Linked DNA regions of Gossypium hirsutum: region 1 is linked to region 2. The links are chromatin contacts, called in public Hi-C maps. All regions are on one chromosome and are shown on one strand. The core of a region is the stretch at or near the end of the contact, and the rest is flanking DNA. Distances in the headings are between cores, read along the strand shown. Region 1 holds the start of LOC121228177. Region 2 holds the start of LOC107943204 (40S ribosomal protein S4-like).

Evidence for each region. A called contact is a pair of places that touch in the nucleus more often than the background predicts.
Region 1: a contact with region 2 is called in a Hi-C map of leaf, with 3 times the contacts expected there. The contact joins the promoter of LOC121228177 here to the promoter of LOC107943204 in region 2. A contact is called at or near these places in 18 of 34 Hi-C or Micro-C datasets (anther, callus, fibers and 4 more).

The regions. Positions count from the first base shown.
Region 1 is chrA04:78,699,048-78,704,918 of Gossypium_hirsutum_v2.1, forward strand. It overlaps LOC121228177, which reads right to left and starts at 4,574. Exons shown (of 5, transcript XM_041111430.1): 1 at 4,302-4,574; 2 at 3,322-3,361; 3 at 3,094-3,147. The coding sequence starts at 4,499.
Region 2 is chrA04:78,510,023-78,516,264 of Gossypium_hirsutum_v2.1, forward strand. It overlaps LOC107943204 (40S ribosomal protein S4-like), which reads left to right and starts at 3,108. Exons shown (of 5, transcript XM_016876948.2): 1 at 3,108-3,289; 2 at 3,725-3,802; 3 at 3,949-4,129; 4 at 4,383-4,480; 5 at 4,614-5,262. The coding sequence starts at 3,287. The coding sequence ends at 5,042. LOC107943205 (protein TIC 56, chloroplastic) reads left to right here. Exons shown (of 5, transcript XM_016876949.2): 5 at 1-363. The coding sequence ends at 94. It overlaps LOC107943202, which reads left to right and starts at 1,081. Exons shown (of 2, transcript XM_016876946.2): 1 at 1,081-1,552; 2 at 1,668-1,844. The coding sequence starts at 1,081. The coding sequence ends at 1,726.

The DNA.
Region 1 (5,871 bases), core at 3,324-5,823, 190 kb after region 2:
TATTTTGATTTTGAAGATATCTAAAACCAAGCCCTCCACAAGACCTAGGCTGACAAATGGATCCCCATCCTACCAAAGGCTATTTTTGGATGTTCAACTAAACCTTCCCAAATAAACTGCCTTGCAATCCTTTCTATCTCATCACACACCCCTTTTGGAACTAACAAGGACTGCATGAAATAGTTAGAAATGGCTAGAAGAACCGATTGAGCGAGAGTAACACATCCTGCAAAGGAGAGTTTTCGAGCTTCCCAATTTTGAAGTTTACTCCTCACTTTTTCGACTACAAAATTCAGAGTACTTTTAGTAACACGATCATGGAGAAGACGTACCTACAAGTAGCTTCCTAGATTAAGAACTTTCTGAAAGCCAAAGGAGCTGACTAATCTAATCACATAAGCTAATATCAACACTTTTATAGAAATATATGTTGCTCTTCCTAGCGCTAATCTTATGACCAGAAAAAACACAAAAATGTTTAAGGATTTCCTTTAGCAAAAGAGCTTGATCCATCTCCACTTTGGCAAAAATGACAAGATCATCAGCAAAAAAAAGGTGGGATAAAGAGGGTCCCAATCTAGATAACTGAATAGGATGCCACCTACCAGCTATGATCTCTGAGCTAATAAGATGACCTAACCATTCCATACAAAGTACGAAAAGGTAAGGCGATAAAGGATACCCCTATCTAATCCATCTCGCATGCTTAAATGACTTAAACAGGATTCCATTCCATAAGATCTGCATAGTAGAGAAAGAAATAGCACCCATAATTACCTTTCTAAATACCTAGAGGATCCCAACAGCAACAAGGGACACCTTGATGAAATCCCAGCTGATCGTGTCATATGCTTTCTCTAGGTCTAACTTAATGGCTATCCAGTTTCTACCAACTTTCCTACTACGCATTGAATGGATGACTTCCTGCACAATAATGACATTATCTGAGATGTTCTGACTAGCAATAAACCTCGCTTGCTCAGATGAAATAAAATTCGAGAACACCACTTTAAATCTATTAGCAATCACCTTCATCACCAACTTATACACAACCGAACAAAGACTGATTGGCCGCAATTGACTGAAATCTTTCGGGCGATCCTTCTTCAGAATAAGCACAATAAGAGTGTTATTAAGATCCTCCTCAATTCTATTACCAGCAAAGATTCCCTGAACCCACTCACAAACCGTCCCTCGAACTAAGTCCCATTGACTTTGAAAGAAATGTGTATGAAAACTATCACTTCCCGGAGCTTTCAGCGGAGCCATGTCGAAAAGGGCCTTCTTGGTTTCATCATTCAACATTGGTTTTTTGAGAAAGTCAATGTCTTGCTACTTAAGGCGGCGAAAGATATTCAAGGGAATATCAGTCATGAGACTTGGAATTTCACGATATAATTTCTCAAAAAACCTGGCGGCCTCATCAATAAGAATAGACTGATCCGAACACCACTCCTCATTACTGATGTGTAAGGCCATAATGCAATTAAATTTCCTCCTTTGTGATAAACCATAATACATACATATTTTTTATCCATACTTGGCATATTTATAGATGATTTTTCCTTAGTTTTATCGAATTTGATGCTCCTAATCCTTTAAATTCATGTTTTACTCTCAGGAAAGCTTAAGATAACAAAAAGAGTGAGAAACGGGTCAAAATGGACTAATTAGGCCTAAATCAGTGTTTTACACGGCCCAAGTGTGTGACACACGGGCAGACCACACGCCCGTGTTTCATGGCCGTGTCGACTAAAACCCAACTTAGAATTACACACGGCTTGAGTACCTTCACACGGGAGTGGCACACGGTCGTGTCCCTGTTAAACCTAGGTCTAATTCTATTTGGAAAAGGTCAATTTTGGGCTATTCTGAGCATTCCAAAGTCTATATAAACACCCTAGAAGAGGATTAAGGGACACGCGGAGTAGAAGGCAGAAAATACCTAAGGAAAGCCATCGGAATCACCTCGAAGGCATGATCTACATCAAGACTGAAGACTTCCACTCAATCTCCTAGGAGCCCTTTGTGTTTCTTTATGTTTTTTTGTTCTCCAAACTTTAAGATGTTTTCCATTATTATTATGAACTAAACTCCCTAAATACCTAAGGGAGATAAAACCTAAGACGGATCTTATTATTATTTGAGTTATATGATAAATACTTGTTCTTATTCTTAATTGTGAGTTCTAAATTCTTATTTAATATTTCAGGGTATTAATTTAGGTTTTTGATGTGCTTATTCAATGAAGCAAAAGTCCCTATTTAAGAGTAGATCATTCATAATTAAGTGGAGTTGCATGCAATCCTAGAGATAGGACGACATAAATCTGCCAAATTAGAGACAAATCTAATAAGGGAATCCATAGATTGAGTTAATGCGATAATAGAGGCTTAATTAGAAAGAGGTTTCAATTAATCAACCTAGAGTCAGTTATTTTTAGTCTCGAAAGGGATATTAACATAATTCAGGGATTTCTACTGATTAAGTCAAGTGAATAAATCGTCTAGTTCAAAGGTAATAAGTAAAGTCTAGGTGGATTCTTCCTTGGGTATTGTCTTCTCCATCGGTTTTCTAAAAAGTACTTTTCAACTTTAATCTCTATCGTAATCTTAGTTAATTAGATAATTAGTTTAGATAAAATATTCTCTTAATTTTTAGGCTAGGTAATAAAAAGATAATAATTACTAATATTTTTAGTCCCTGTGGATATGATATTTTCGATCTCACCATAACTATACTACTGTTCGATAGGTGCGCTTGCCTTAGTCAAATTTTTAGTTAGTTTTACGACCATCACTTTGCATAGTGTGACTATGGAAGAACTTGGTATTACGATCCCCAAACTACAGCTAATCATATCTAGCCTTTTGCCTCCATAAAAGCTCATCATGGTTAAGCAGACTCTTCAATTCATCACGAACCTCATCTCCAAGTTAACTAACCTACTAGAGGTCGACTGATCCATGGCCTTTTGAATGCTCACAAGTGACCTCAAAAGTTGTCTTTTACACGTTCCTATAAATCCATATACGGACCTGTTCCAATCTTTAACATGTAAGGTAAATTCAGATAAAGAATCAGCCATATTACCTGAGAATCTCCATTTATTTGAGACCAATTCTTTATTTGCGTGCTTCATCCATCCTGCAAGGAATCGAAACGGTCTCCCTCTCAGAACACTGAGCTCAGGATTAGTTTTTAAAAGAATGGGTCTATGATCCAATTTAATACGTGGAAGATGGTAAACGAGAGTATGTGGAAACGTAGAAATTCAAGCATCATTAGCTAGGGCTCAATCTAATCGCTCATGCGTGTTACCTCTTTGCCAGGTAAAGGATGGTCCTATAAATCCAAGATCCTGCACATTACACAATTCCACAAAATTACCAAATAAGTTACATCTCTGACCTGGGGAGCGATCACCTTTTTTATCCTTAGAAGAGATAATGACATTAAAATCACCCAAAATCAATCATGCTAAAGGATCCTGAGGCAAAACATCCATTAAATCAGTCCAGAGAGATTTCCTCTTAGCTCTATCAGGATTACCATACACAACAAAGATAAAAAAAAAATTATAAAAATTATTGCCCTGAATACGTAGAACCATGAACTGAGGATGATTATGAATAATACTAATGGAAATATAATCCTTCCATCCAACCTATATGCCACTTGAAAAACCAACAAACTCAATGCGATGAGAAAGATCAAAACCCAATTTATCAATGATAGAATTAGTTTTTTTACCACTGACTCTCGGCTTCAAGAGACACAATATCCGTTTTATGCTCAAGATTATACACATGAAAATCTCAGAGAAATTTACTACTCGCACAGCCTTGGCAGTTCCAAGAAAAAATTGTAAGATTTAAATCCATAAAAAATAGACAAGAAAATAATAAAAATAACAAAACCTCAGTAAACCATTTAAACCAGAACAATACGAGTCATAATTAAATTCTTTTACTAGCACTTGGGTCAGATGCACCTGAGTCAGCACTTTTAAGCATGGAAACAGACTGAGCCAACCTAGACATAGAATCAATCAAAGAAAATTTAAAAGAATTTTTAATTTTAAAATTATTCCCTTTCCCATGCGTAATTTTATTTATTTTCCTAGTGGCCCAAAAACCCTCATCTTTACCCCCCATTATTTTCCCCGTAATCTGATTCTTGTTAACACCTGAATTTTGCATAGAGGTCCTTTCTAAATTAACACCACCAGCTGGTCATTTTTCTTTGAAAGAAACAGCAGTATGTTTATTGCGATTTAATCCACCAAAAGAATCAGCTACCTGAACTTCGACCAGATTCAACTTCGAAGAAGCAGGCTTGGATGTCATAGCAGAACCATCATCAACGTTCGCCCCCTGATCAACAAAAATTAGGTTAAAACAAGAAATATTTACTGGCGTTGAATTGGAATTATTGACATGCATTTTAAGAAGCTTATCGCCAGTCAAAAAATTAAAATCAGAATCAATCAAACGCATCAGGGAATTCCTTGCTTTATTAGAAAGAGAGGCTGGTTCTGTGCGGCTTGGGGCCACCACGTTATTGGCCTAAAGCACTTCACTACTTGAAAGGTCCACTATAGACTTGTTTAAAGTTGGGCCGACTACTGAAAAAACATAATCTTCCACATGGTTTGACTGACTTATTGGACCATTAGATTCTAAATCTGCCTTTTGTAAATTCAATGTCCCAAAGCCCATTTTGTCTCCCCCCAGCTGCATGTTCCTATTAGAATTAAGGCTACCCCGAGATTTAAGTCTCTGTTTCTCCACAATAGCTCCAGCCTTCAAGTTAACCTAAAATTTGGCCAGCTTTTTATCTTCTCCCTTATTTCTCATTTTCCAAATCCACCAAACCTTCCAAATTAGTCAACAGATCAAATCTGGAACCCAATTTGCCTTTCTCCCTTATATTCATTTTAATCAGATTATTATTCCGAGAATTGCTCTATGCTTTCCTTTTGACCACCATCCATGGCCCGTAAACAACGCCTTCTCCTCCTTTCCCCACCTCCGTCGGAGTAACATTCATTTGGTCCTTCTCCGGTGCGAGCTCCGATTGCAGCGAAGCACATAACTCCTTAGTATGACCGTGCTTCCAGCATGTGAAGCAAATAGTCGGCAACGCTTCATATTCAACTCTCTGGTTCATGCCATTCACAAGGACTTGAGCAATCAAAGGCTTGTCGAAGTTGATGTAAACAACCATCCTAGCAAAGCGGCCTCTAATCTTACTATCGGTATTGAAATCTAACCGAACAACTTTTCCAATAATCCCTCCTATTTCTTCAAGAATTTTCTTTTTGTATAAAAATCCTAGAAGACCTGGTAACCATATCCAAGCCAAAACCATGCTTGGATAAGGTTGTAAGGGACTAAATTCTTTTGTGCAAGTTTGAACTGTAAGATATTGACCATAAATCAAAGAAGGACCCTGGGACAAAACTTTAGTATAATCATCAATGGATTGAAATTTAGCCATATAATATTCATTCTCTATGTCCATAAAATGAAAAGGCTTGGAAGGATTCCAAAGGCTACTGATTCGATTGTTTAGAGCTCTATACCCAATGTTTCTTCCGAGTAATTTTAAAACTACCATGAGTTCCATTTCTTTGAACAGGATTTGTTAAATCCTGATAAACCATAATATATACATTAGAGAATCAAGCATGATAAGTTGACTTTTGAGAATTAAAATTGCTAGGTTGTTTCCTGAATTGAGATATTTGAATTTACAGGATTGACATCAAATACCCATAATTTTCGTGAGATTTTGAGTCTTTTAGAGCATATATCTTTCTTGCTCACTTATTTTATTGGTTATGAGTGTGTCAACATTGATTTTTTA
Region 2 (6,242 bases), core at 1,858-4,357:
TGCTGCGAGGGATGCTAGACGGAAGGAGAAAAGGGAAGCACAAAAGAAGGCTGAGGCGGAAGCTATGTATGGTCGAAGAGAGAATGATCCATAGCGTAACTACCATATAAGGAAGTTAACTCTGATTGGTAAGGTCTGACTTGACTTCCTGTAGGTTTTATATTGATAACCAATCAACCCCATTGAATTTGATCTCATATATCACCGAAAGGAGATGGTTTCTGATTCTTTTAAGAACGTAGGCATAGTTTTCGTTTTAAATGATAGATGGTGATCAATGTTGAACTCTTGTACGGGATACACTTGCTTTTTTGACAATGTATTGATTCCAATGCTGATCAATGAAGATCCGACTTTTTGGAATATAGAAGTGCCTGCCTATGTATTGTTTAGAGGATTATTTCGAATTTGAGTTGTTTTACCCTTTCATTTTAGGGTTTGACTTGGCTCGGGACTATCGGACATTGGGGTCTCAGACCAAAGGAAAATATGTATTAGAATGAGTAGGAAATGATAAAAAGAAAGCAAATTTCCCCACTTGCTTTTATATAATATTTGTTTGGTTAAAATATTAATTAGTACACATACTCTTTGTAAATTTAAAATTTAATCTTTATATTTTTATTTGTAGAAATTTAGTACTTTTACTTTTGAGATTTTTAAATCCAAATTTAATTGTTAATGCCATTAAATTTTTATTTTAATAAATTTAACAATATTAATAATAGGATTAGAATTTTGATATTTGAAAAGTAAGAGTAGACTAATAAGTTATTTTAATTGTTTAAGGGAAACGATAACGTTTTCAAGAGTATTTGCATTTCTGACAAAGGCGGTATTCGATGCCACCGACCATGTATGTATGGAAATCATAAAAATGCTTTGAGAAGGGCTCCAGCAAGCTGACACATGTCCACCTATTGTTGGGCCTTTTCTACTATTTACCCAATTAATAATCAAGATATTGCCCTCTCTATCAATATTTTATTATTTCCCCTTTTTCCCCCCTTTCACCGCCTCTCAGTATAAATAACACCTATATCTGTCCCACCAAATCCCTTAATCAAAATCGTAGAAAAGATGGATGATGTTGTGCCTGAAGCTGATAGCTTGTTGCATCCCATTAATCCCAAGGGAGATGATGAAGCAGGAGCTAAACAACATGGGGAAGAGAAAGAGAGAGCTAATGGAAGTGGATTCATTAATCATCTCATCTCAAATTTGGTTACTGCAGGATCAGATGCTGATGAAGAGAACCAAGCTAAAGAAGCTGAGAAAGAGACCATGAGTGCAGGTGCAGAGGCCAAAAATGAAGAGAAGGGAGGTGGGTTTTTTGATCAAATCATTTCAAACTTGGTCAGTCCTTTAAGTCCCAAAGCTGGAAGCATCAGTGCTCAAGGAAAAGCTGAAGCTTTTGGTGAATCTGGTTTGAGACCGGAGGCAGAAAAGGGTGGTGGAGGAGGAGGAGGGGGTATGAACAAAGAGGAGCAAACAGAGGATGGAGGAGGTATCATTGATAACATTGTCTCGCAGTTGCCCACATCTCTTCCAGGTTACACTCTTTTACCATCATAAATCACTTTTAATATTTTTTCATTTCTGGGGTGTTGCTTTGGCTTCAAGTTTTTGGATATTGATTGTGAGTGTCTATAATTATGAATAAGCAGATGATGCAGCACCCACCAGTGATGAAGCTACTATTCTGATTCACATCGTTCAAGATTAAACTACTGTTGATGATTGAGGAATGATTTGTCTTCTTGTGTTAAAATACATATTTATTTAAGTATTTTGTTTATTGTTTAATGTTTAATGTCAAAATCCTTTGAGACAATTTATTACAAGTGTTGGAGATTGATTGAGCCATGTGGATTTTAAAGTTGACAAAAAATTTATAAAAATCTTAATAAATAAACCTAAATTACTAAATTTTTAAAAATAAAACTATGAAGATCAAGTTTTAAATATATAAATAATATATAAATTTTGAGCATATTATAATTTTTAATTTTTTAGTTTATAATTTAATCAGAAAATAAATAATTTACCAAATAGTAAACAATATTTAACAAAAATATTTATGTCGATAAAACATCGATGAGTGTCTAAATATGCAAGTTTTGACATTTTATTTATTTAGTTTTCTCTTGTAAAAACTCGAAACCTCGAAACCATTCAATTTCATTTCATATTCATTGAAGAATATTTCTTATTCGAATTTACTATACATTTTGGTACTTAAAGATAATAAAGTTAATTTTTTGGTGTTTAATTTAGATTTTAAAATTGATCAAATGAAAATTCATAATTAGCTAATAATATTAGCGATTAATTTTTATAACATCCATTCATAAAACTTAAATTATATCACATCCGTTCATAAAACTTAAATTATATCATATCCATTGGATTGTGTTTGACAAATTAAATGTAAATTTAAACAAATTCACAATTAACACTAAATTTATTCTGTTTACAAAATTATGAAAATTTCAAACCAAATTATATTAGAAATTAATTTTCATCAAATCAACCCTAAAATCCAAATTGAACCCTAAAAAATTAAGCGTATCAAAATATATAACTTTTATCAAATACATGTACCAAATTTAGCCAAAAATAACATAAGTACCACGTTAAACAAATGTCAAAATTGAGTACCAAATGATGAAAATACAAGTACAAAAACCATAAGTTAAACCTATATTGTATATGGTTAAAATATGCCAGTCTTTATACTTTTTATAAATTTAAAATTTAATCTTTATATTTTTATTTCTAAGAATTTAACCCCTTTACTTTTTAGATTTCAGAATTCAAGTCTAACTATTATCATAATTAAAATTATTTTATTAAATTCAGGTTCAGTGCACACCATTTTTTAGTTACATTATTAACAAGTGAATATTTTTTTATTTCAAAATATCACATCAATAAATTTAACAATATTAAAAATTAGACCCGAGCTTTAAAATCTGAAAAGTGGAGAGATTAAGTTCTAAATATTAAAAGTACAGGGACCTATAGCATATTTTAACCATTGTATATTCCCAAAAGAACTTGAGCAACTTCAATAAAAAAAGGGGGGATAATGAACCCAAAATTTTATCTTTTTGTGGGCTACTGGCCCATAAACATAGTTTCGGTCATGGCAGACGCCCAATTCATATTTGGATCGAAAACTCTATAATGCCCTCATCTATTAAAATATGCAGCTATTAGGGTTTCTTGTTTGAAGACCCTAGCAAGACACAGACTTTGAGCAAAGCAGCCTCATTTCTCCAAGATGGTTAGTTTCTTCTACTTTTCCTAACTTCGATCCTCTTACCTTTTCTTAACTATTTCATTCTTTGATAGTTATGTAAGTTTCATGGTTTGCTGCTTAGGCTATTCCATTTTAGTTTGTTTAATCACTGTTATTTAAAGTTTTGGGCTAGCTTTCTAAGCAAATGAAAATTGGCCTAATCTTAATTGATTTTGAATGTTTATTATATCTGGGTTTTCTGTGATTCGCACTGTTCATTGTAGCCGGGATCTATCTAATTCCTTGCCTATTTAGTATAAATGTTGTTTTGATTGATTGGGAATGGGGGACTTGAATGGAACCTTAGATTCTTTACCTGCTCTTCATTCATTGTTCTGTTATTTGTAATGGGTAGACAAATTGACACCTTATGTATTTCAGTTTCATTTACGATATGTTGTTCTTTGCGGTGTGTTACAGGCTAGAGGGTTGAAGAAACATTTGAAGAGGCTCAATGCCCCCAGGCATTGGATGCTTGACAAGCTTGGTGGTGCTTTTGTATGTCATCATCTTGATCCCTTCACTTCCATACTAGTTTACTTCTTTTTCTTTATTGATTCAGTTCTCTCTCTCTCTCTCTCTCTTTTTTTTGTACCCATCACCTATACCGTTTTAGATGATGTTTTCGTTTTCCATCTCTGCAGGCACCCAAGCCATCGTCTGGTCCCCACAAGTCCAGGGAATGCTTGCCATTGATCCTTATTTTGCGAAACCGATTGAAGTATGCTCTCACCTATAGAGAAGTCATTGCTATTCTCATGCAGAGGCATGTTATGGTTGATGGGAAGGTTAGGACGGATAAGACCTATCCAGCTGGTTTCATGGGTACGTGTAGTATCTCTTCACTTCCTCAGCTGATTTTGTCAGTTGATTTATTTTATTTGCAGCATACAAACTAGTTAGTTGAATGAATTGTATTTGGCATGGTTACTCGGTTTTCCACATGACTTCAGAATCCTCCCTTCTGCCTACTGTTTTAAGAGCTACTTTTTTTTTAGGATTTGAATGTTTTCTCTCTGCCTTTCTTAAATTATTCTCTTCAAATATGGTCTAACCATGCTATACTACCTTCTGGCAGATGTTGTGTCCATTCCTAAAACAAATGAGGACTTCCGTCTACTTTATGACACCAAAGGGCGATTTCGTCTCCATGCCATCAGTGGCGATGAAACCAAGGTTCGGATACTCTATCTATACTTGTTTGATCTGCTTGTTCTGATCACATTTGTATGATACTACTCGAGTATTCCAACTTTTTTCATTCTTTAGTTATAACAATATTATCCATGTGCCTTTTCGTATTTTGCAGTTCAAGCTTTGCAAGGTTCGATCTGTCCAGTTTGGCCAGAAAGGTATTCCATACTTGAATACATACGATGGTCGTACTATCCGTTACCCTGATCCTTTGATCAAGGCTAATGACACCATCAAGCTAGACCTTGAAAGCAACAAAATTGTTGATTTCATCAAGTTTGATGTTGGGAATGTTGTCATGGTCACTGGAGGGAGAAACAGAGGGCGAGTTGGAGTAATTAAGAACAGGGAGAAGCATAAGGGCAGCTTTGAGACAATCCATGTTCAAGATGCTGCTGGGCATGAGTTTGCAACTCGTCTCGGCAATGTCTTCACCATCGGAAAAGGAACAAAGCCATGGGTGTCCCTTCCTAAGGGTAAGGGTATCAAGTTATCCATCATTGAGGAAGCTAGGAAGAGGCTTGCTGCCCAAAATGCTGCCTAAACTTTAGCATAAGACATCCAGATATGTATTGCTGCAGTAGTTTATTCTAAAGATTAGCTGGAGTTGTTTATTTATGAAGTTGTGAGCAAAATTTTGAGAACTATTTACTTCTTGCAATTTATCTTTTTTTCTGTCGGGTGATGTTACCTACTTTACCACCAGGCTTTAAATTATCGAATACTCGGCTGTTTCATGAATATTAGTGCTTTTGTTGGTTAAATGAGAGTTGCCTCCTTTGGGATGAACTCCTTCCCAGCTAATGCAATATTTGTTTCCATGCTCATCATTTTCATTGTAAAGTAATGCAAATGCAACGCAGGTGAAATTTTATCAAAAGCAAGCTTGTGACATTATAGTTTATTGAGCCCCTTGCAGGTTTTTGCCAATCTGACAATAGGTCAAGTTTACGTTTTCTCATTCGGGCTTTGTTTATAAATATTTTTTTATCCAGTTCAGTAAATTAATTCCGTCTACCGATTTAGCCATTGGTCAAAATTGATTGTCCATGAGTGTAGCGCACTTGGACGGGTGAGGGTCTGATGCCATGAAACCCTAAGTAGTTCTTCTCTCATGGATTTAGTTTGTGGCAAGTGATCATTAACCCCAATTATAACATTGATAGCACTGATAACAGGTTTTCCTGTAATTTTCTCTTCTGATGAGCGTCCTAATAGCATCCTTCAAGCTAATACACTTCTCTTGAATGTCTTGTGTTGTCATGGAATTCACGAAGTTTTCTTGAGTTTCTTTGGCTTGTCTCCTTTCATTGGCGGGGTCTTTCTACCAAACCTTCATTATGGCATGCATGATAGCTGTGCAAGTGGTATTGAGTGGAACTTAGAGTAAGGAGAATTCCAGTAAGGAGAATTCCACTCCCTTTTCTTACTCTGTGGCTATTGATATCTAATGCTTTTGCTATCATTCACTAGATTTGTCTGGCCTTTTATCTGCACGATACATCTTATCCTTTTGGGTTCTCTACCTACCTAGCAACTTCTACCTCTTTAGCCTTAGTTTACAGCATTGCCTTTTAATATAGTTGATAAAGCCTGGTTAGCTGGGCATCTGCAAAAGCATAATGCATGAGTTTGTGTTGCACTCCTAATATGAATGCTTGAATAACCCGCTCGTCTTTTAGCTCCTTTACCTCTAATATAGTTGTATAGAACCTTTTGATGTATTCCTTCAACGTTTCCTCCT